Linked DNA regions of Mus musculus: all the other regions are linked to region 2. Evidence: chromatin contacts called from public promoter capture Hi-C data. All regions are on one chromosome and are shown on one strand. The core of a region is the stretch at or near the end of the contact, and the rest is flanking DNA. Distances in the headings are between cores, read along the strand shown.

Evidence for each region. Promoter capture Hi-C pulls out the DNA fragments that hold promoters and counts their contacts.
Region 1: a promoter capture Hi-C map of 3T3-L1-derived adipocytes shows a contact between it and region 2, with 4 times the contacts expected there. The contact joins the enhancer-like site here to the promoter of Hltf in region 2. A contact is called at or near these places in 9 of 39 promoter capture datasets (the 3T3-L1 cell line, 3T3-L1-derived adipocytes, the C10 cell line and 5 more), 3 of 115 datasets of contacts at active chromatin or transcription factors (bone marrow-derived macrophages, large pre-B cells and memory CD8 T cells) and 1 of 9 other capture datasets (liver).
Region 3: a promoter capture Hi-C map of hippocampal neurons shows a contact between it and region 2, with 6 times the contacts expected there. The contact joins the promoter of Dnajc5b here to the promoter of Hltf in region 2. A contact is called at or near these places in 21 of 39 promoter capture datasets (the 3T3-L1 cell line, 3T3-L1-derived adipocytes, the C10 cell line and 12 more), 7 of 484 Hi-C or Micro-C datasets (the G1E-ER4 cell line, the HL-1 cell line, cerebral cortex and 2 more), 7 of 115 datasets of contacts at active chromatin or transcription factors (astrocytes, embryonic forebrain, embryonic stem cells and 3 more) and 1 of 9 other capture datasets (macrophages).

The regions. Positions count from the first base shown.
Region 1 is chr3:19,239,441-19,242,855 of GRCm38.p6, forward strand. Pde7a (phosphodiesterase 7A) reads right to left here. Exons shown (of 13, transcript NM_001122759.2): 5 at 1,706-1,769. Among named protein-coding and RNA genes, the nearest start is that of Mtfr1, 53 kb to the left of the region's middle. Within about 2 kb of position 1,896, at least 51 of the 459 cell types and tissues checked have an H3K27ac peak or open chromatin away from gene starts, as enhancers often do. A contact at or near this core is called in memory CD8 T cells, where this site is marked.
Region 2 is chr3:20,055,681-20,059,443 of GRCm38.p6, forward strand. It overlaps Hltf (helicase-like transcription factor), which reads left to right and starts at 2,131. Exons shown (of 25, transcript NM_009210.3): 1 at 2,131-2,327; 2 at 3,219-3,426. The coding sequence starts at 2,308.
Region 3 is chr3:19,506,688-19,510,294 of GRCm38.p6, forward strand. Dnajc5b (DnaJ heat shock protein family (Hsp40) member C5 beta) reads left to right here and starts at 1,908. Exons shown (of 5, transcript NM_025489.3): 1 at 1,908-2,019.

The DNA.
Region 1 (3,415 bases), core at 646-3,145, 820 kb before region 2:
AAGTAATTGGGCCACCTTCTCCACAAAGCCAGTTCAAACAGGGTGGTCTACGGAAAGCAACTGTGGCTGACATAGAATACAGACACACTCACTAGCTTTCATCCTAAGACCCTGACTAACAGGTTGTGCACTTTTTAAAAATCAAATTTAGAAAAGAGCAACTATATTAAGGAATGGCAGGCATCCTAGCAGCCCAAGAATAGACTATGAGCTATCAGTTTATATAAGGCTAGTCTTTAAAAATGTTATGGCTGGTGTTGTTTCATCTATATTTATCTTATGATAATAACTGAAGTTATGTTTGTGTTGAGTTAGAAAAGAAAAATTTCACAAATCTTGAAGGAGGTGGGCATCTAATAATTCACTGCTTGTATTAAAAAAAAAAGAAAGAAAAAGAGAAAGAACAATCCCCACAAGGCCTAGAGGAAGGTAAATTGCCTTTTCGTTAGGGCACCATGGCTAGATGCAGCCAGCGAGAGGCAGAGAGAGCAACAGGACACAAAGCACCCAAGGGTAAAAGATAGCGACAGGGGAAGAGCAGTGATGCCTGGCGCTGTTCCGACACAGGCAAACCTTAAGGTCCCCACCACCTTGCCCTTCAGGCTCATCTACTTCCTGTCTGCAGTGCAGAGATAAGCAGGGCAGGTAGAGCCCTTCTCGAGAAAGTAACAGTGACACCCAAACAACCACAGCAGTGCTGGGGAAGGTGGCAGCGGTCACTGGGTAAGGTACTTGTATCTACAAGCTCAACAAACTGAGTTGGAACCCTGCAATCCATAGACAGGAAAGAGAACCCACAACAGCATGCTATCCTCTGGCTTCCACATGTGTATTGTGGGCATGTGCATACACACCTCCATAAATAAACACATTTCTAGAAGAAAAGAAAAGCAGGTAACTTTAAAGTCAAGCAGGGGACACATTACTCCGTCCCTAGCAACAGAAAAACTGAATTCTTTGTGTAATTCTATTAAAAACCTACTTTGGCAAAGGGGCAAAGACAGGTAAGTATCACCAAGAATCTGTCAAATATGTTATTCTTAAAAAAAAAAAAGTTTCCAAATAGAACCCAGTTTTGATTATAAAGAGAATTAAAAAAAAAAAAAGCAATATCAACCCCACATAAAAGCTGGGCTCAGCTGGGGCAGGAGAGCTTAGAATGACCTATGTAACATTTCTCCAAACCTCTCTTAACTGTCACAGAGTCTGACGATACGCTCTTCTCCAGCGTGGGGAGGCAGTGCCAAAGGCAGGCTGTGGAACCACGCTAATCCTCTGCAGCAGGTAAGAAAAAAGGCTCGGGGCCAGCACACTCAAGAAAGCAAGCAGCTTGGGGGAGCAGGCCTTTGGGAAAAATCTAACTACATGGAAAACTGCGTCAGAAGATGCCACTGTAAACAGTCACACGCTGAAGAAACTGAGAAGAGAAAATGAAGACTGCAGTGAGACTCAGGCTGAGTTATTAAAAACGGCAGTAATAACTGCCAACTGGTCCAGTCATGATGAAGTGATTACTGTCAAGACTAATAGTAAAAACAAAAATTGTGAAATGATTTCTGTTGTTTTTTTGAAAAGTGACTAACAAAGACAAAATGCTGGCACAGGGTCACAGTCCAAGTGAATGACAGCAAGGACAGAGCACACTAAAGCTTCAACATAGGCGAATGACCACAGAAACTCGAGTATTGTCAAATGCTTCACTTACCATTTGTTAGTCTATCAAACAGAAAGATATCAAAATTCCAATTTCCAACTTTTTCCAGCATACACTGAAATGAAAACCAAACATTTCTACTGTAATTTAATCTCAGTAAGACCCACTTTCGGCAGATAGACCATAGCAACGTTCATGGAAACGACCAAGTGGCTGACTGGCTTTGAGAGACGCCGAGATCATTTACCTTCGTTCACGTTCTGTTCTAGGTTTGTGGGCAGGGTTGCACTGTACAGCCCTGTCTACAGCTCACGGCAATTCTCTTGCTTCAGCCTCCCAAGAATGGGGCGTACCAGAGTGTGCCACCACACTCTGCTCTCAGCCTCTTCTTAGTTATGACTCTTTCCACTGGCTCAAATATTCTCTAGAGAAATAAATTCCACTTGAGAACAAATTCTTTTGTTTTTCAGTTAATCATAGAGAGGTCAGGTCAGTCTTCCACCCTGTTCCTATGGCCTACAAATTTAGGAGAATTCTGAAACAATTCACCATCAAATAGTCCATGTGCTGCAGTCTTAAATCAGATTTTAAAAGTCTGGCAGCGAGTTCTACTGGGTACCTGGTGAGCAGGCGAGGCACTCAAGCCTCACCGACTCCTGGGAACAGGCAGTAAGTACCATGGCTCAGCTGTAGCAGAAAGCTGTCATGGTGACTGAAGAGTCCAAGGTCAGGGACTTGGAGAGCACAGTAAACCCACACCACACTGTCACTCAAGTATTTGCTGTTCAGGGTTGTTTGTTTGTTTGTTTTGCTATTTTGGGACAGGGTCTTTCTACATAGCTCTGGCTGTCCTCGAACACAGAGATCTTTCTCCCTCTACCTCCTGGGTGCTGGGAGATTAAAGGCATGCATGGCTTGCTAACCATTTCTTTCTTTTCTTTTGCTGAATTCTGGGGTATTTATTGACAATCTTTAAATATCATTCAAACCTAGCAGTAAAGCAGTCAGCTCTGAGGATGATACACACTGTAGACAACAAACACATCCAAAGTCCACGGCACAGAAGTGTGCGCTTTTAAAGTAAAGGTTTTTATTTTGTATCCCTAAGTTTGCTGTGGTATAAGATGAAGAATTAAACACCACAAGTAATATTAGTGTGACACTTGTGAAGGTTGAAAGCACAGTGTCAGGAACCAGCAATAACACACAGGTCAACACTCTAACCGCGACAGCAGGTCAACAGTTCCCACTGACTGATCTACTAAGCAGGGAATGATTCTTTTCTTTATATTGTAATGAAACTTCAAAGAAGACACCCTGCAGCCAGTCTATATAACTTTAGAAATCTGGCCTGTAAAATTTAAGGAACAAATAAGTTCAGGTACATTAAAATTCAAGATTATATGAAATCCCATTTGATCAAAACCAAACCCATTTCACTTCTATCTTACTTAAGACATTTCCTGAAAAGTCTGTAAGAATAAAGTAAATAATTCTTACTAATACCATTTCGGTTAAGATTAGCTAAACCTTCAATATCATCTGACTGAAAAAGATGGCCCCACCTTCCTGAGCTGTCTGTATGGAACTATGGGGCAAGCACATCTGTAGTGAGATACAGACCCCGGTGTCCTTATCAACAGCACTAAAGCATCAGATCAGGCCCGGGCTCACATTCTTCCCAGCACCCAACTCTGTGCTAGCTTAAAGTTGATTGTCCTGCTGATCAACTCATTACTTAATGTTCTATTAAGTAACTAA
Region 2 (3,763 bases), core at 881-3,380:
TTACACATAAAATGTTACCAGTTACTGTGGAGGCTGAGGCTTCTGCTTCAGGATCAAAGTTGCCCTCAGAATCCCCAGCCTGGGTAACTTTCTGAGTCCTTGTCACAAAGTTTCAAATAAAATAAAGGCTGTGGATAGAGAGCTTTCCCAGGTTGGACAGGCCCTAAGATTCAATACCTAATACTGGAAAAAAAAAAAAACAAACAAAAACCCAAAACCCAACTTTGCATTTGTATCATAATATACCATGAAGAAAGTAAAATATCCGAAGCAAACGAAACATTATCTGCAGTAAGTTTCCTGTTGGGGGAATGAAATATTTCATTCTTCAGATTCTCAGTGAGGGCTAGAGATGTAACTCAGAGGAAGAGTGCCTGTTTAACATGCACAAAAATCCCAGGGAAGATGATGCGCCATCAAATGAATCTTCTGTAAGGCTGATTAACTGAGCTACAATGATTGTGCAGCATTTCAAATGCTGCAAACCCAGAGCCAAATTTTCTTAGGCCATCTCTAGCCTTCTTAATTGCTACTTATTGTCCTCCTCTGCACTTAACATGTTTCTGTGACCACAGGGTAAATCATTTGGAATGTACATACAGTGCTACCACTCAGCAAACTAAACAGCTAAGGATAATGTCAGTATCTTAGGTCTCTAATAAAGGTTCCCTGTAATACTCTTTCCCACCTACCTAATGGTCACACCAAATATATTTGGAAAGTATCTTGATTTATGACTTTCTTTGTCCTGTTAGTATAAAAGCTTCATGAAATGGCTTCAATTGAAACATAGCACTTGGGGTGGCCTAATTCTGTGTTCCCAGGCCAATGACTGATATTTGCCTCCAGCATAAATTGTCTCTTAATACTGTTAAAGTTAGTTTTCTTGTTTTTGCTTCTCTCTCTCTCCTTTCTTTTTATCATAGCATTCCCTAGGGTGCCATTCCAGCAGACAATCCTCAAATGGTCACATTTTACTTTTAGTTCACAGATCATCAATATTTAAGACAATGAACATGTGCCTCTTAAAACATCTTACTGACCACCTTTCATCCTCTGCTGATGGAAGCATAAAATGGACCACTCTAGGAAGGATGACTTCCAGTGTTTAAAATGTTTACAAACACATCTAGACATTCCGATGGTTTACAGCACACCCTATTATGTTTGGCTGGGCAATACCTTTAGCTTCCTACTGTTGGTGCAGCAGAAGATGCAGCAGTTAATGGCTGCTTCATCAAAAGTAGTTTTATGGTCTTTCAAGATGCTGGAATTACCTTTACCTTGCCTGATACTGTTGCATACAAAACTCCAAAGTGAAATGTCCCTTTAGATTATAAAGTATAAACATATAAACTTTATATGCCCCAGTACAGGGGAACGCCAGGGCCAAAAAGGGGGAGTGGGTGGGTATGGGGGACTTTTGGGATAGCATTGGAAATGTAAACGAGTAAATACCTAATTAAAAAAAAAAAGAGAGAAAAAAAAAGTTTCTTTATAGTGCCTCCTTCATTTTCCTAAGAAAACACACGTAGCCCCAGCCACCACCTCGGACCTTACAACTAATGTTGGACCAGTCTGCCTTTTTCAGCAAGAGCTATAAGGTTGTATTACTTTATGGCTTTCTTCTACCAAGGGAAAAAAATTTCTTTAAACACAATAAAAGCGAGATGGGAGAAGGAAATTCGTAAGTTCTCATTCAGATTTCCAGAACTCAGGGTCTCGCATACACGGAGGTCGCTAAGAATAAATAGAGTCAGGGCTCAGCAGAGGAAATGCAGGTATCCCACCCAGGGCTCCTACTGGAGTAGGCCCTGTTAGGCATTCCATCAGATAGGGAGCGTCTGACCTATGGGGACATCCTTGAGGAGTTAGGGCAGTGGCTAGAAGACCTCTTTCCCCCTAGTCCGTCAGAACCTTGAGCCCTGTGGCTCACTCAAGAAGCCTCGATGTTTTACCGTGCAAGGCGTCTCGGACTGCGGAAGAACCAGGTAGAACCCGGACGCGCCGCACTGCCTTTGAATCGCAGCACTGGGCGGAGCTCCCCACCCTCTTGTATTGTGATTGGTTGGTCTTCGTAGACTCTTCCTTTGGATTGGGCCCTGGCGGTGCCGATCGCAGAACGTCACCGGTTTCTCAGACTGTTGCAGGAAGGAGTGGTGTGGACACGTCTCACCGGGCGGACGCGGCCTGGCGGTTCTGATTTGGATTCCGGCGCCTGGGCCACGACGCCTTGAGGAGCTTTATCAGGCTGTCTGGGAAGATCTGGGGAGCCCAGGGCATCCCGAAGTCACCCCGCCCCGCGCCATGTCCTATACGTTCACGAGGTGAAGGGCTGAGGGGGGCTGGGCGTGAGGCCAATTGCTCTGCGCTCTATTCTAGTGAAGGTGCGCGCCCGGGCGCTTTATAGGTGCAGTTTGCATCCCTTCTGCGGGTCGCTTGCCGGTGTTGCTCCTGGAGGCACCAATGCATTGTCGCGGCTGACCAGAGTGGCTGCGACCTCGGAGAATCTGCGTCAAGGGCTTGGCGGGGGGGGGGGGGGGGGGTGGCGGGGGGGGTGGAAGCGGGGGGTGATTTATTCACCAATGTTATCCCACTGTTCGCTAGGCATTGTTATGGTAACAGCTTCCAACTTGTATTTCCCGGCACTATGCAAAAGCGCACTAAAGCATATTTGCAGAGGAGCTGAGAGGGAAACTCGCGACTTGATAGCCCCGTGTGTTTTTAGGAGAACTACATCTTCTAGGAGGCTTCCAGCAAACACCTCTTTTCATCATCTACTGTGGTTTTCATGCCCATTTTTGCAACAATTATCCCTATCCTTTAAAATAATGGGGCTTCAAGGTCAGTTCTCTATAGTGTCACAATTTAGATGCTCGATTTAAAATGTGTTCTGTTCCAAAGGAGTTAAAGCAGAGGATGCTGTGGATGCATTTATGTTAAAATTTAAAGTTATTTTCATAGCGGGCAGTGGTAGCCAAGTACCTGGGAGGGAGAGGCAGGTGGATCTCTGAGTTTGAGGCCAGCCTGGTCTACTGAGCGAGTAGGACAGCCAAGGCTACACAGAGAAACCCAGTTTCAGAAAAGGAAAGAGAAGAGGGGAAGGGGTTAGGGGACCAGGACAGCCAGGGCTATACAGAGAAACTCTGTCTCGAAAAACCAAAAAAAGAAAAACAAGTCCTGTTTTGTTTTTGGTTTTTTGTTTTGTTTTAAAACAGGGGTCCTGTTTGGAAGTATTCGCAGTCTGTCCAGTATGGATCACACGAAAATATTCCAAGACTTTCATACTCAACTTTCTTGCCACATTTTGAATTCCAAGACATTATTCCTCCAGATGACTTCCTAACGAGTGATGAAGAGCAAGATTTGGTTTTATTTGGAACTATGAGAGGACAAGTTGTTGGACTACGCTATTACACAGGAGTTGTAAGTAAAAGATTAGATAATAAAATTATGGTATGTTTATGGTTTTAACAGTAAGTTATAGTAAAAGGTGATGTATACAATGAATGTTTTACTTTGAATGAAAGGCTAGTCATAAATACCTTGACTAACTGATTAACTTCTTACTTTTCTCCTATGCTTATAGTTTATAAAGCACTTTTGCCCACACATTTGGTCCTTGTGATTACTGAGGAACGTGGTAAATTTAAGAAATGACTTCAAATCCATCATGTTTTGCATTAGGTTATTCATTTTTGTAGTAAAAACAGTCCTTGTTCTTTCTTATGTATTCCTGTTCTCTGAAATGAATGTATGTGAA
Region 3 (3,607 bases), core at 658-3,157, 550 kb before region 2:
CTACAAAAAGGAGACGGGGATATGAAGTACATTATAGCAGAAATCTGTTTCTTTACTGATATTCCTTTTCTAGTAAATACTAGAACGTGATGTGTCATTGCAGTAAATATGATTAGTAGCTTTGACTTTCTTACTCATCATCAAATCTGTGAAAACATCAATTACTCAGAGGTCACATTACTTGCTATTCTAGAATTGGTTTGGTGGGCCAGGATTTCTGAGTCCAGGTTAGGACAAGCTCTTCCTGGCATCTATAGGTTGTTAGAAAAATGAGTGGTCTCTACTGCGAATGCTCAATTACTGCAATGCACTTTATTTGGATGGCTTCGTGTCATGCAGATGCAGGTAGTCTCTTGAGCTTCCTGCCAGAAACCCCTGCTGTTGTTGAACTCTGGACAGGAGATCAGGATATAAATGCAATGTGTCCAGAAGGGTTAGAGCACAACACAGAGGGCCTCTGGGCTCTAGTTAGCTCAGACACTTCACCATCCAGGCTATCAATGCTATTATGTGTAAAGCAGGTGAGATGGATGGTCTTTGTCTTAGTGAGGATTTTACTGCTGTGAACAGATACCATGATCAAGGTGTCTTTTATAAAGGACAACATTCAATTGGGGCTGGCTTACAGGTTCTGAGGTTCAGTCCAATATTATCATGGCAGGAAGCATGGCAGTGTCCAGGCAGGCATGGTGCTGGAGGAGCTGAGAGTTCTACATCTTGTTCAGAAAGGTAAACAGACCCCTCAACAGAGGAATGGATACAAAAAATGTGGTACATTTACACAATGGAGTGCTACTCAGCTATTAAAAAGAATGAATTTGTGAAATTCCTAGGCAAATGGATGGACCTGGAGGGCATCATCCTGAGTGAGGTAACCCAATCACAAAAGAACTCAAATGATATGTACTCACTGATAAGTGGATATTAGCCCAGAAACTTAGAATACCCAAGATATAAGTTACAATTTCCAAAACACATGAAACTCAAGAAGAACAAAGACCAAAGTGTGGACACTTTGCCCCTTCTTAGAATTGGGAACAGAACACCCATGGAAGGAGTTACAGAGACAAAGTTTGGAGTTGAGACAAAAGGATGGACCATCTAGAGACTGCCATATCCAGGGATCCACCCCATAATCAGCCTCCAAATGCTGACACCATTGCATACACTAGCAAGATTTTGCTGAAAGGACCCTGATATAGCTCTCTTGTGAGACTATGCCGGGGCCTAGCAAACACAGAAGTGGATGCTCACAGTCAGCTATTGGATGGATCACAGAGCCCCCATGGAGGAGCTAGAGAAAGTACCCAAGGAGCTAAAGGGATCTGCAACCCTATAGGTGGAACAACATAATGAACTAACCAGTACCCCGGAGCTCTTGACTCTAGCTGCATATGTATCAAAAGATAGCCTAGTAGGCCAACATTGGAAAGAGAGGCCCATTGGACTTGCAAACTTTATATGCCCCAGTACAGGGGAATGCCAGGGCCAAAAAGTGGGTGTGGGTGGGTAGAGGAGTGGGGGGGGGAGGGTATGGGGGACTTTTGGGATAGCATTGGAAATGTAAATGAGGAAAATACCTAATAAAAATTTTTTTAAAAAAAGATAAACAGAATACTGGCATCCCCAGGCAACTAGTAGGAAGCTCTCTCAAAGCCTACCCCCATAGTGACACACTTTCTTCAACAAGTCCACACCTCCTAATGGTGCCACTCCCTGGTCCAAGCATATTCCAACCACCACAGTCTTCAATGTTTCTTTCCGGAGATTTCAAAAGGTCCTGAGTGCTAAAGTAAATGAAAATTGAGAGACTGTTAGTGATGTGGGTGGGAAGATCTCAGCTGGGTAGTGGGGGTAGGGAAAATTCTAGTCTATGACATCACAATACCCAGCATAGACTAGAGCTTAGCATCTGAGAAGGAAAAGCAACGGAGGCTCAGTTATTGACAGAGCAGGGGAAGAACACTCGTGGAAGGACCCAGAAGGATCAGCCAGCCATGCCTCCAGTTCAGGTACAAGGTACATGACTTTTGCTAAGCTAATCACAGGACTCAATAGTGTCTAAAGGAAAAGAAGACACTTACACGGGTACCTATTTTTTTTAAGGGATGGTAGGAATCCAGAGGGGCTTCCAGCAGAAGTAAAGCTGGTATATCCAGGAGGCTATGAAGCCACAAAACACAGGCATTTATAAAGTTCTCAGATAACCACTGGCCCCTCCTCAACTTCTGGGAAAGTGCAAAAAGCACTGGTGTCTCCAGTGGTCAGTTCGTGGTTATTTTCTAAAGGGACTCACTCATTCTATGATATTCTTCTACACAGGAGTTTTGGTTTTTAGTGACTTCTCCCAGGATGACAGAGAAGAGTGAATATTTTAAATATTTAAGTGAAAGAATAATTTTAATAGAGATGGTTTTAAAAATACAACAAAAATTAATATAAGGAGGAGAAAGGTGTATTATGGGTTAACAATAGAGATTAACTTCAAAGTCTAGTTTTGAAATTCCAAGACTTCAGAGGCAAAAGGCCACCCCTAGGGACAGTGGAAGAGAGAGAGGCCTTGTGGTTGAGAAGTCAAGTTGCACAGTTCATCTGCTTTTACCCCTACTCCACTCCTCCCATGTCTAGGGACTCAGCAGTGAATCGTTGCTGGACGTGTGAACAGTTCTGTTTTCTTTACTTTGCTTTGGGGTTTTGGCTTCTAAAGTATTTGTTTCTTCCTGGAGGCCTAGAAAGACTCCAAGTGACAGCAAATAGCCGTTCTGTTTAGCAGCAGGCGGAGCTTAGGATTGGTGCCAGGCCCTGACTCATCTCTGTTTGGACTCCCTTGGGTCTTAACACAGAGCAACTCCACAGTCAGAGGCTAGGACTACTCAAACAGGCTTTTCTGATCATGGTCTGCAAGAGCCGTGTTAGGACACTGTGGAAGGAGCAGCCTGGGGCTCTGATTCGGATCAGTAACCTACAGGACACACCAGGCACAGTAGACAAGAAAGGGGATCAAATCCACCTGGGATACAGTTTTCACTCAGCTTCCAACAATCATGCATGTGTATCACAGCAGTAAGACCAGGGCCCCGACACTCTACGAAAGCAGCAGTAACCCATAGCATGTGAGACATTTGTTTGTTTGTTTGTTTTGTTTTGTTTTTTCGAGACAGGGTTTCTCTGTGTAGCCCTGGCTGTCCTGGAACTCACTTTGTAGACCAGGCTGGCCTCGAACTCAGAAATCCGCCTGCCTCTGCTGAGGGACCCAGAGCAAAGCAGAAGTGCCTGCTCACTGTATAGCACACATTCAACTTTCATCTGGAAGGTTGCTATGATTTTTCACAATTGAGTTATGGTCCAATTTCTTAAGACTCTGAAAACTAAACTTTCACTGATCAGTTTTTAGACTTCTTTCATTCTATAGACACCGAAAAGCCAGGCTTAGGCTTTATGTAAGCCAATAAACAGAAAACATAATTTCCTAACTCATCTGTATTTACATTTATTGACTGGAATATTCATGAACTTTGCCACGTGGCACAGGATTTTAGAGTTGTAGGGAGATCATGTAGGAAACTGCCCCAGCCCCTCCTGTCCTGAGGACAGCAGCACAGGGAAG